2 separate regions of the Triticum aestivum genome follow, and region 1 is linked to region 2. The links are chromatin contacts, called in public Hi-C maps. All regions are on one chromosome and are shown on one strand. Each heading gives the region's core, a stretch centred on a gene start, on an enhancer-like site or on the middle of the called end of the contact. The rest is flanking DNA. Distances are from core to core; before and after follow the strand shown.

What was found. Hi-C and Micro-C count contacts between places; a contact is called where the count stands out from the background.
Region 1: a contact with region 2 is called in a Hi-C map of leaf, with 5 times the contacts expected there. The contact joins the promoter of LOC123190907 here to the promoter of LOC123190904 in region 2. A contact is called at or near these places in 2 of 5 Hi-C or Micro-C datasets (both in leaf).

The regions. Positions count from the first base shown.
Region 1 is chr2A:754,523,077-754,529,948 of IWGSC CS RefSeq v2.1, forward strand. LOC123190907 (flavonol 3-sulfotransferase) reads right to left here and starts at 4,024. Exons shown (of 2, transcript XM_044603634.1): 1 at 3,402-4,024; 2 at 2,359-3,061. The coding sequence starts at 3,919. The coding sequence ends at 2,563. It also overlaps the pseudogene LOC123190908.
Region 2 is chr2A:754,392,657-754,399,519 of IWGSC CS RefSeq v2.1, forward strand. LOC123190904 reads right to left here and starts at 2,181. Exons shown (of 3, transcript XM_044603631.1): 1 at 1,926-2,181.

The sequences.
Region 1 (6,872 bases), core at 2,774-5,273, 130 kb after region 2:
CTTGGGGGGGAGGGAAACCTCCCTGGCCGCCGCCCCCCCTAGGAGATTGGATCTCCTAGGGCCGGCGCCCCCCCCTTTGGCCCTCCTATATATAGTGGGGCAAGCAGGGCTCTTCATACACGCCTTTGGTTGCCTCCTTCTCCCTCTCCAACACCTCCTCCTCCTCCATAGTGCTTAGCGAAGCCCTGACGGAGTACTGCAGCTCCATCACCACCATGCCGTCGTGCTGCTGCTGGAGCCATCTTCCTCAACCTCTCCTTCCCCCTTGCTGGATCAAGAAGAAGGAGACGTCACGCTAACCGTACGTGTGTTGAACGCGGAGGTGCCGTCCGTTCGGCGCTAAGATCTCCGGTGATTTGGATCACGTCGTGTTCGACTACATCATCTCCGTTCTTTGAACGCTTCCGCTCATGATCTACAAAGGTATGTAGATGCATCCGATCACTCGTTACTAGATGAACTCATAGATGGATCTTGGTGAAACCGTAGGAAAATTTTTGTTTTCTGCAACGTTCCCCAACAAGGAGGTCGGTCGAATATGCAAGCCATGAGACACAGTAAATCGAATGTAGTGCAAGATGCGCATAACAACAGACCAATGAGTGTCACGGGGTTGACAACAAAAGAAATATCTGGTCTCGTGATCGTCAAGTACTGAAGACCACCAACAACACTCCTATACTCCGTCGCATCAGCAGAGGACAGAAGCTCACCATCAACAACAGTGATATTGTCAGTGGTAGACATCGGTGTACTTGTCGGTTTGCACTTAAGCATCCCAGCCCGCTGCAAGAATGAAATCGCATAGCACTCGCCATGGGAGGTACATAGTATTTTTGCTTTTTTGCATTGTGGCATTTCAATATTACATTCTCCTTTTCCAATTTGGAGTTTGTTTTTCTTATGGTTTTTATTATTTTTCTGGTTTCTGACGCCTTTGCAGTTGGTGGCTGGAGTGGACATAGAAACCGATGAACTGAAAAAGGAACCGATGCCGAAACCCAATAATTTATCATTTTTCAAATGCTTGATCACCATTTTTCAAATAGTTATTCAACATTGTTTTTAAAATGCTTGATTAACATGTTTACATGCATGATAAAAAATTCATCATTTTTTTAGTACATGGTGACATATTCTCTATACACATTTAACATTTTTCAAATTCTTGATCACCATTTTTCTAATACTTATTCAACATTTTTTCAAATGTTTGATTAACATGTTTATATACATGATAAAAAATCATAATTTTTTAATACATGGTCAACATTGTTTCTATACACATTTAACATTTTTCAAATACTCGATCACCATTTTTCAAATACTTATTCAACATTTTTCCAAATGATTGATTGACATGTTTATATACATGATAAAAAAGACTCATCATTTTTTCAATACATGCATGGTCAACATTTTTACTATACACATTTAACATTTTTCAAATGCTTGATCACCATTTTCAAATACTTATTCAATTTTTTTTCAAATGCTTGATTAACAATGTCTATATACATGATCAAGCAATTTCATCAAATTTTTAATACATGGTCAACATTTTCCTATATACATTTAACATTTTTCAAAAACTTTATCACCATTTTCCAAATACTTATGATTTTTTTTTCAAATGCTTGATTAACATTTTTTAATACATTATCAAATTTTTATATATACATTTTTCATATACATGATAAACATTTTATACACATTTAACATTTTTCAAATGGTTGATAAACATTTTTCAAATGTTTTTTAGAGTTATTTTTTGTAATATATATATTTATAATATTTTAATGTATGTACAGAATTGAAATAATAAAGCAAAAAAGTGAAACAGAGAAGGTAAAAAAAACGGAAAATAGGGGGCTGCTGCCTCCTGCGCTCTGGCCCAACTCAGTCTCCCCTTCAGCAAGGGTTCCTACCTCTTTCGCTGAAGGCGAGACATAGGAGAGGGGAGCCCTTGTACCAAAGCGGAACTCGTAGAAAAATATGAGCAAGCCTGGGAACATCGCCAGACCCACAAAGATTGCGGCCCCCAGAAAACAGCCCATCAGAGATCGGGGTGCAAACAATAACACACAAGAGTGGAAAAAAGAGGCAATAACAGGGATACCACACAGCAAAGAGCGTCCAGCAAGGCGTGCGATCGCTTCTAGTATAAACTAATACTGATTATAATTGAGCCTGCAATAGCACAATATAAGTCGGTCAAGATAATTAGAACACACAACTAAACTATTACTCCCTTCGTCTCATAATGTAAGACATTTTTTGACACTAGTCTAGTGTCAAAAAACGTCTTACATTATGGGACGGAGGGAGCATTATTGTTCTGGAACTGAGAGACTCCTCTGGCTTGTGCATCGATTGATGCATAATCCGTCTTTTATCGCGGTGTTTTCAATTCAGGATATAGTCATACAATCATACAGTAAACAAATACTGAAAGAAAGAGAAACAAAAACAAAAGCCATGATGACACAAAAATGTCATGTCGAAGCGATCAACACCAACAAAGCACCAACCAGCACCACCACCCTTGGCAACAGATGGAGATCACTTGAATGTGAGGCCAGACCCTCTAAGGGTATCCTCGATGATGGTGTCAAAGCGTTGCGCCATCTCCGGCGTCATATTGTTCACCCAATCTCCGGCCACCCCTTTCCTGAAGAAGGTTTCATGTGCAAAACTGAAAACCTTCCCGTCGTATGAGCCTGCCATGTTGGCGCCTTGGCCTTTGAGCTTATCAAAACTGCAGAGCTTCACAATGTCCGCCGGTATCCCGGCCGCCTCATCGGCGTGTGAGAATGGCTGCCCGATGAACCGCGCCAGCTCCCTGACGTGGCTGACCGGGTCGATGAGCATCTCTTCGTACCTCAGGAAAAGGACATTGTCCGGGCTGGTCTTGCTTGCACTCCAGTAGCCGATGAGGTGGTCCCATATGGGGCCATTGGGGGTCTTCCCCTCGCAGGCAGAGTTGAACAGGTCATCAAACGTGAAAGGACGAACACCTTTGAGAAAATGCCACAAGGAAACAAGCATGTCCTTGGGGTCCCTGCATACAACGTTAGAGTTAGATCCATGAGCAACTCGCCTTCATTTGCTTGTAGTTAATTATGCACTCCCTCTGTAAAAAACAAATATAAGAGCAGGTATATTGATCTAAACGCTTTTATATTTTTTAGGGAGGGAGTTGTTGAGAGATTGCCGACCACGCGGTAGGTCGCAGGTCGCCTACACTGGTTATTGGCATGAATGATATTTCAGTAAAGTAAATCAGGCAATTTCATGGAGTTGTGCACGTTGACGGTGTGACGCAACAACATGCCGAAATTCATGGGAGAACAAGTAGAGGAAACAGTTTATACTTGCCAAACAAAAACAAAAACATTTACCTGCAGATGAAGACGATTTTGCAGTCGGGGTTATCAGTAACGGATGCAGGCAGCAAGGAATGATGCATGTGCGTGTGCATGAGGCGAGGCGACGGCAGCGCCTCAAGCCTGGCGTCCTGCCCGGCGGTGAACAGCTCATCCATGAAGGGGACGCACTCGTGCGGGTTCATGCGGAGGAGCGGGTGCTGCGCGTCGGTGGGCGGGTACGCGCCCCGCGCCATGGTGGCGAACGCCAGCGCCTTGAGCCAGGTCGTGCCGCACTTGGCCGGGCTCGCGAGGAGCACGTCGCCGGGGCGTGGCGTGAAGCGTCGCTGGAGAGAGATGAACGCCGTGACTCTTTCTTGGATCACCCAGGAGCCACGGTATTGGCGCAGGACCATGCCTAGCGCGGTGCTGCTGGGCAGGCCGGAGACGATGTCCTCGTACTCTTCGGGTGTGGAGCTGTGGCCATCGACGGCGGTGGCGACGTCCTTGAATGGGACGGGACCGACGAGGCACGATGCGCTTAGAGCAGCCATAGACAACTGCCTACCAGGTGAGTGGCTCTAATCTAATCTAGAGCATCGTAGTGTGTGGATATCTTATCTCGAGTTTTGTGCTGTCGGTGTCTCACCTCATGGTACTGCTTCATTGGCCCAAAACGAACTGAAGCAAGCTGGGGCGGAGAGGATGAGCGGGAGAGGATTGGTTTGGGCATCTCCAATCTCGCCGACTCTCAAATCGCTCGTAACTGTTTGGACTCGCGTCCGGACGTGTTTTATCATTCAACGTGGTCTTCTGTCACTTTGCTCGGCGGTCCGGACGTCATATTTGCCGGAGACCGGCGAGGACCTTTACGGGCATATGGACCGCTACCATGTACGCATCCTATCACCCAACCCATTCAAAAACCCTCCTGCATCTCCCGCCTTTCTATTCGACGCACGCGCTGATTCTCGTGCTGTATAAGGGCCGATGCAGAGCACACGCAAAAAATGTTGCTGCGTGATGCGACTGGACGAGAGGGCGACGCTGATTGACGCGACCTCTCGGAGACGCCGCTTCAATGCGCACGCAACGTCTCAAGGAACCAACTTGGGCCGTGTTGAACATGCCAGTTTTTAATGCCTAACCCATCAATATTTTTTGGTTTGCAAACATTTACTCCAAGCGATAATGCATTAAGCTCCAGAACGTGTGTCTTCTACCGCCCAAAAGAAGACTCTACGGATAGCATTGATACTTTTCAAAACCTTTCAAGGGATTTGGATGATCGACGATATGTAGTATGTTAAAAGGGAGTCTATGACAGTGGTAATTAGGATGAGACAATCACCTTAACCTAAAAGTTTAGCATGCCAATCTTTTTTTAAACATCAGTACAGACACAAGCGCTCATATACACGCGCATACACTCACCCCTATGAACTCACACACGCACTCTCTATCCCTATGAGCACCTCCGAAAGACTGACCCGGTATATCATCTTGAAATTTACGAATTCGCCGTAGGCACCTCGTCGTCGACGGGAACGTGTCCTCCCACTGAATGCGCATCGCCGGAAATCCTGAAATAAATCCGAGCACCAAGATTTGAACCCTGATGGGCTAGAGATACCACAGTCCCTTTAACCATCCAACCACAAGTTGGTTCGCTTTAGCGTGCCAACCAGAGAGGAATGTTTTGCAACATTCAAGTATAGGAACAAAAGCATGGGACGGTGGTCATAATTGTGAGAGTGGAAGGTTCAGCCGTGTAGGTAGGTTTGTGAGAAGGAAATGATAATGGGACTGTCTATTTAATAGGTACTTGAAAAAAAGTTTCAATCAGTCATTTTTTTCCTGACCATCAGATCAATATTGAACGACCATCTAAGATAGATAGTAAGGTTGCTGTTTTCAGCGAACCTACACCTCCACACGCCTAAGATAAATAATGAGGCTGCTTCTTCTCTGACATGGTCCGGCCTCCCCATCTCGCATGCACGGGAAGAAGAAAAAGTGAACGGCAGGAAAAAAAGATCAGGCACAAGAGGTTTAGCAAAACTGAAAGACAATGCATCCCATTGTGTTGGTTTATGACTAACTTTGCTAAACGCTGTCACATTAAAGGTTAGGCAAATTTGACCAACTTAGATGAGTGTTTGGTTCAAGCCACATTTTAGGCAAGCCATACTAGGGCCCCACATGACATACACATAAAAAGTATGGCAAAATTTTCTTAGGCTTGATAACTTGTGACTTTCATTTTAATGTACTAACCTTAGGGCAAGCTTGGCAAAATATATGACAAAGTATGGTAATGCAGGGCCTAAAATGAAACAGCCCCGTAGTTTGCCATGTTCGGGTCTGTGTGAAGGATGGCAAAGGGAAAAGTGTGGAGTGTTCAGAGTTGTTTTCGGTCCCGCCAGTTTGAACTGCGTCCACTGAAGTCCTCGCCTTGTGGAGCAGAGGAGGTTCCCGCAGCCGCTCAACCATCATTTTCCCCTTGCCCGCCCCATTTCTCTGACCGCGTCACCGCCGCCCGCGGAACCCCGCGCATCCCCCGAGCTCGCGGCGGCACGCTGCCCGGTGGGGAGGGGAAGCTTCTGGATCCTGGAGCCAGCGCCCCCGTCGCGCGGGAGCACGCCGCCGCCGCGTGAGGTTCGCCGGAAGCCTAGCCCAAATGTCAGATCCGAGTTGGAATTTTGGATTTTCCAAGGTAAAATTCGAAAGTATTCAACTCAGAATTCTGTGTCGCGAACCAGCTCAGAACTTGGTAAAATCAAACTGCAAGAGGGGGAAAATCTCGAATTCGAGATGTGAGATGAGAGGCGGGGAAGAAGATGGTTTTATCTTCACACAAGTCTGTCCTTCCAAGTTTATATGACTGCAGAGCCAATTTCAAGCAGGAATTTGAATGGCTTATTTGCAGCTAAGAGGAACAAATACTCTTCATTTGTGGCTTGGGTCCTGGCTTTTCGTTGATAATAGTCTAGCTTTTAGCCTTTGCTGTGGCCTGCTTCAGTCAACCTTACTCCCATCGCAGTCTCTCTAGGCTTATCTCTTTCTCTGTTTTAGTCTTTTGTACATACTTTTGAAATTATTACAGTAGTAAAAGTACGCAGTAGGGATAACTATATAATGTGGCGCATCTGACCTCAGGGATGCGCTCGTGCGTTTGACAAAAGTGCAGTGAGGTGTCGCCTTCGCCGTCTCACTCAAAAATCCACCAAGAATCCCCACTGTAGATTTGTAGTAGCGGTTTTTCTTCTAACGTGCATCATTGTTGAAGACTTCGAGTACCATTTGAGAATGCCTTGTCAGCAGTGATTTGGTCTAGATCCTTGCTGTCCATTCATTATACGCTGAAAGATGAATCTCGACTTTGACATCCTACATTTCATATTTGATGAACTAATGATAGTAGAGTTTAGCATTTTGATAAAAAAAAAAACATCAGTTTGACTGACGGCTCCCAACCATACACGTAGCTACTTCCTGTTATGGAGA
Region 2 (6,863 bases), core at 931-3,430:
TTTCCGGTCTGGAGTATGCTCTTGTCTCTCTCTCTGGTTGCGGCTACCGTATACCTTGCGTATCCTGTTCATTGTATACCAGAGAGGATGGATGCGGCCGACAAAAATATCATCACTCACGGGGTCATTGTCACTCGTGTCATGGTCGTCCTTATCATTGCCAAGGAGCTGTTGGAGATCTATTTATATGTATTCTCGCAATGGACCAAGGTTCTGATGATCTGCATGTACGTCAAACATCGGTGCTTGCGGAATCCAGTGGTGGAGGCAGCAATGAGAATGATGTTCTGGTTCATGAGGGGCAAGTGGGATCAAAGGATCTTCCAGTATAACCTTCTGATTTCTGATTCGCATACTCAGAGGAAATTTCCCCGGAGCATCAAGTTGGAGTCAGAAGTAACGACGGCAATATTTGAGTCGTTCAAGGGCCTGCAGCAGCATCCAAAAAGATTGGGAACCTACTTCTTAAATGCCTTCGGTTCAAAGGCACCCGTTATGCAGCAGCTAACATGGGCAATTGAGCTGGAGGCTGATACCCACAGGATACTGGTCTGGCACATCGCGACATGCTTCTGCGAGATGCATTTCTGTGATGAAGTGAAAAAACTAAAGGTTTGTAAGCTTCAAAACAGGATCTTGGCCAAGAAATCCACAACTCCAGAACATGTGTGGCCACATTACTTAACTGCTGTCACCTTATCAAACTATTGTGCATACCTGCTTACAAAAGGATTGGTGCCAGACAACGGCATTGTTGTTACAAATATCTTGGACATCGTACGCAAGGAAACCTTCCGTGCTACTTACTGCTCATTCTCCCAGTCAATGCAAGATGTTTACAAAGAACTTGTGGAGATTGCCGCCTTGGAAGAGTCTGAGGTGATTAGTGGAGAGGTTGAAGCCCCTGAAAGTCGGGAAGATAACAATGGAATTAACAGTTCCACAACAAATGACCAGGTGCCTAATAGGGAAGATACTATCAAGGGTGATGATGACATCCATAATTCGATAACCCAAATGGGTGCAAAGCTTGGGAAGCAGTTGATAGAGACCTACGAAGCAGACACCGTAGGCATATGGAGGGATCTAGCAGTGTTCTGGACAGGCTTCCTCCTTCACTTGGCAGCCTCAACCAGAGCAGCCAAGCACAAGACACGGCTTGTTGGGAAGGTGGAGCTCATAACACACCTGTGGGCTTTGCTGTCACATGCTGGGTTTCTTGGAAATACCAGGCATGGGCAAACACTCCTCGACCCAGAAGACCTTAGTGATGTCGACCCGCTCAGATGATGAATTTGATGAGCTCAATCCTGTCGATTTCACGGGCACCAGGCTCGGTGGTCTACAGGCTGTCCTGACGATTTGGCTATTGTTTTCCTGCAAAGGGCAGCGGCAATTTCAGATTTTTTTTCCCTTTAGTACACCATGCCCGACAATTCAATTGTATCGTTCTATTTTCAGTTTGTGAAAGTTGTAGTGCATCCTTGCACCATGCACATGTTATTTGTCAATCTGGCTGCCGCTGTGTTTTCGACATTATTTTAGCTTCCAATGTAATTGCACAGTTACTTAAAGTGCATCGTTCGAGATTTGGATCCTCTCAAGATCGTCAAATCTATTGTGTTGTCCATGAGGTTTCTAAAAGACTTTTTAACCAGACTGAATCCCAAGCAATGAGCGACATCTGTGGAGGGTTCAGTTTAACTATAAGTTACAGACATGACATGGAACCTAAGCATTGTGTGGGTTCAGTTGTATCTGATCATGGGCATTGGACACACTGAATTGACGGGGAGCATGACCGCAAAAATGACACGCCTAGAAAGAAAAATCACCGTTATCGATGGATCTGCTGCTGCTGCTGCTGAATATCCTGCAGTTAGAGAAGTACGATTGAGAGTAGGGAGCACAAAATACACCCAAACCTGGGAGCTACCCGACGAGATCAGGGCGGTGGAGATATCTACTCTCCGGGATCCGGCGGGCCTCCCCGTAGCAGCCTGCCCCCCTGAATCCCTCGTCTTCTCCAAGCTCCCCCGCGCCTCCACCAACGGCTAACTGGGGTTTCCAATGTGGGATGGGGCCTCGATCGGCGTATCGCACATCCCTCCCGCGTCGCCCTCCTCCTCCCTCGCATCCCGTGGAGCTCGCGGCCGCCGCCGTCCTCCTCTTTCCTCCCTCTCTTTCCTCTCTTCTCCACTGCCTCTGTCTTCTCGGAGGCCCGAGCCCAAAATCCTAACGGGGCGTGGGCCGCTGTCGGCTGGCTCGCCCCAGCTTTTTTTCCCCCACATTGTAACTAGGCTGGCCCGTTTGTACGCTTTCGTTCTGATCGCTCTATATGCACTCCTTCGCGAGCCTCGCAACGATCAGCGCTATTTGGCGCGCTCTCAGCCATTCTCCACGTGTCGTGTTTTGGACCCTTTTCCTGAATTTTATTTTTTTACTTATCGCACAATTATTCGGTTTTTTAAATGATTTTTTTCGGTTTTTTTGACGTTTTGGTTTTTCACCGGTCTTCCTTAGCTTATCAATTATTTTTTTTTAAAAAAAAATGTGTTTTTTTCTTTCACGAAAGTCATGGCCGTGCCTCCCGGTAATGGAAAAAAATGTTTTCTGTTTTTACCTTTCGCAAGAGTCACGATTTTGCTTCCGTGAGAGGTACAGGTGTACTTTCACGAGAGTCATGATCGTGCCTCACAGAAATTGAAAAAAAAATGTGTTTTTTTCCTTTTACGAGAGTCACGGTTTTGGTTTCGCGAGAGGCACGGTTGTGCTTTAGCGAGAGTCACGGCGATGGCTCTCGGAAACAGGAAAAAACTTGTTTTTTGTTTTTTTTTCTTTCACGGGAGTCACGGTCGTGCCTCCTCGGAAACGAAAAAAATGTGTTTTTTCTTTTTTTTTTCATTCCGCAAGAGTTACGATTTTTCTTCCGCGAAAGGCACGGTTGTAATTTCGTGAGAGGCACAGGCGTGCCTTTTTCGTAAAGAAAAAAACCGGTGCTCCCAATTCAGTTTTTTCGTTTGGTTTCTTTCATCCAGTTTTTTCATGAAAAAAAGTTTATCAAAACCACGCGAGGAATTCAACGGTAAAAGCGGTTCGATATTTGGACGCACGGTTTGAGAGATAAAATATTTTGAATAAACGGATCTAAAAAAGAGAAAACTCCCAGGTTACGACAAATGGCACTGCATGTGCGTTTTTTGTCGCGGCCTGGGAAATTGGAGTGGTCTTTGCAACGAGCACACCTCAACTAGTGATTTCGGATGATCCCTCACTGTAGTATGGTGCAGTGTACGTACAGGTTTTTTCATTTTTGTTTTTTATGTTTTTTTTGGTTTTATATGTTTCTTCATCAATTTTTATACTTTTCTGTATTAATTTATTTTTTTTCATTGGGTTTCTTTGTTTTTTCATGGTTTTCATAGATTTTACTTTTCTTTCTTTTTCTTTGTTTTTTCTTTCCTTCGCTATTTTTATTGTTTTTTTATTTTCTTTCTTTCTTCGTTTATCTCTGCCTTTCTTTGTTTCTTTTTCACCTTTCACTGTTTCCATTCTTTTGCATTGATTTCCTTCTGTTTCCGTTTTCATTTTTTGGTTTTTAAGTTTTTTTGGTTTTAATGGGCTTCTTTGGTTTTCTTAGTTTCTTTGTCGACCTTTATTAGTTTCTTTTTTATCAACACATGTCAATTTTTTCAATACACATAATGTTTTCTGTATACATCAGAAACATATTTGTTTACACATGTTTAACATTTTGAAATACATGATTAATATTTTTAAACTTATATTTTTATGTCTACTTTTCCATACACATTGTTCATTATTGGTATATATATATATATATATATATATATATATATATATATATATATATATATATATATAATCTATGTTCAACAATTTTGAAATACATTATGAGCATTTTTTAGTACATGATCAACATTTTTTAATGGAAACAATCGTTTTTTTCTCACACAATGTACATTTTTATTATATGTCAAGAAAATTTTTATATACATGTTATCATTTTACAAATACAGAATCCTTTTCTAAAATATATGTTTTGTGTTGTCTACTATCTCCGAAAATAATAGCATTTAGATAACAAGTTAGGTGATCTAAACGCTCTTATATTTTTTAACAGAGTGAGTAATTTATTTAATATATGTTGCCCATTTTTTCATATATTCTAGGAAGATTTTATACACGTTTAACATTTTATAAATGCATGATTAACATGTTTTTCATACACATTGTATTTTTTTGTACATTTATTTTTTGTATATATGACAAACAATTTTCCTATACAGATTTAATAGTTTTTTAAATGGGTGATTAACATTTTCAAATACTTTGATTAATATTATTATATGCTTTATTAACATTTTTAATACATGATCAACTTTGTTGATACACATTGCATCTTTTGTATAATTTTCCGTATACATGATAAAGATTTTTCTATACAAATTTAATATTTTCCGAATGCTTGAATAATATTTTCCGTTTTACAGTTCCTCTATGTGAGGGCTACCCACATTGTTGTAGAAGAACTCCAAATTCATGCTTCTCTCATCTTCGAGAATCATATTGTGAAGAACAACACAACATGTCATGATATTTTTTTAAGGATCGCTTGTCCCAAAAACGAGCAGGGCCACGAACAATGGCAAACGTAGATTGCAAAACCACGAATGCTCTTTCAATATCTTTTCGGGCCACCTCTTGTACCCTTGCACATTCACATTGTTTTTTAGTTTTGGGGTCTTTGATGCTCTTGACAAATATGCACCAAGAAGGGTAGATATCATCTGCAAGATAGTACCCCTTTGTGTATTCATGCCCATTGATAGTGTAGTTGCAAGCAGGAAAGTCACCACTAGCAAGCCTAGCAAACAAATGAGACCGTTGCAACACATTAATATCATTGAGAGTACCCGGCATACCAAAAAAGCAATGCCAAATTCATAAAACCTCAGATGCTATGGCCTCTAGCATAATTGTTGCATCACGAGACTTGCCTGAATACATTCCCTACCATGCCTTTGGGAAGTTTTTCCAAGTCCAATGCATACAAATAATGCTTCCTAGCATGCCAGGCCAACCTCTTCTCTCACTTGATGCCATTAACTTTTTTGTGTCTTCCTTGTTGGGTGCCCGAAAATATTCAGGACCAAAGACACGGATGATCACTTTGGCAAACCTACGCACTGACTCAATTGCAGTATCTTCACCAATGTGAAGGTACTCATCGGCATAGTCAGCCGGAATGCCGTATACAATTACTAGCACAGCTACCGAGATTGTTTGATATCCACTAAATCCCTTCAAGCCCATGGCATTTATTCTTTGAGTAAAATACCGACAATAGGCCTCGCAAGCTTGCACTACTTTTACAAAGAGGGATCGGCACATTCGGTACCTTCTCCGGAAGAGGTGCGGCGGATATGTTGAATTGTCCGCGAAGTAGTCTTGCATCAATGTCTCGTTCCTGAGATGGCGATTTCGAGGAATGCAAAGACGGCTGACGGTCGATCCTTGCCGTCTCTTTCGGTTCTCATCTTCGTGCTCCTTCACGGAGAGGGGGCTGCGAATGTTCTCATCACTAGTTTTGCTTTGACTGGTTAGAGAACATGACTCTGCTTCTTCCACTCTACTAGTCAGGGGTTGCGTTCATTCCAGCCGACGCCAATGTGGAGAAGACGGGTTGTTTCACTGCCCATTAATTAGTTGAGCTACTATTGCTGGAAGTTATAGAACTTGCGTCGCATATTCAGTTTGGTGTTAGAATTTTGAAAATACGGTTTTGTGGTAATTTAACTTGACTCAAGCGTGCAAATACGGTCATAGTACGCGTATCGGGCGTGTGGCCCCACCTGTCAGGGAGTGATGGTGCTAAGACGCGATGTATTTTTTACAGAGAACGCCCTCATATTTTGTATTCACGGAAAAAGTCAACCACAACGACTCTTTTTTGCACAAAACCCCCTCACTTCTTTTTTGCAGAAAAACCCTAGTACTGCACATATATGTGCGAAAGTTAACAACAACAAAAAGATCTGTTTGAACTTGAACCCGCAACCAACTGTTCTGACAGGGGATGCCATAGTCACTCCACCTTTCATATCTTAATGTGTGTAATATCGATAACGACCAGATATGTACTTGATGGGGACGCATGTTAAGCACTCAACGCACATACCTAACTTGTTTGTGTCGTGCATAGCTAGATAAGCATCCAGGAGGCGAAAATTGCTTTTAGAGGCCGAGCTTCATGGATGAAGCTCTCCATTTGTAAAGTTTAAAATTTATATTTTTATGTTTTAAAATTTTTTATAAAAAATACAGATATACATGAAGGCATAATGTACATTTGTGTAAATTTTTTGGACGAAATACATTGAAATGAGGGATGTGCAAGATTGGCTGCTTGAGTTGTGTCTATGTGAATACCTAATTCAGTTGTAGCTATTAGCTACCCTTAAACTTTCAACAATTCGGCAATGGGCTCAGTTGATTTTGCAAGCTGTCAGAACATGCTAGATTAGCATGAATATTGGAAAACCATAATCTCTAAAGAGTGTCATATAAATTTCCATTATATCATTTTTCCTGGCTGGACATATTCAGGACTCTAGTCTAAAAGGAAAATGAATTGGCACCTTCCTAATGTCGGAGTTTTTAGAAAAAATATCATCTTTGGTGGAGTGGAGATGGGATCCAGAGGAGCTACGTCCACTGCAATGTTGAAACATGGGGTGGGCTTTAAGCTCATCTAACAATTTCAGAAAATCTCTAAGGGTTCATGTGGGTTAAATGACATTAGGTGTAGTGAGAAGTTTAGTCCCACCCCGTTAGTGGAG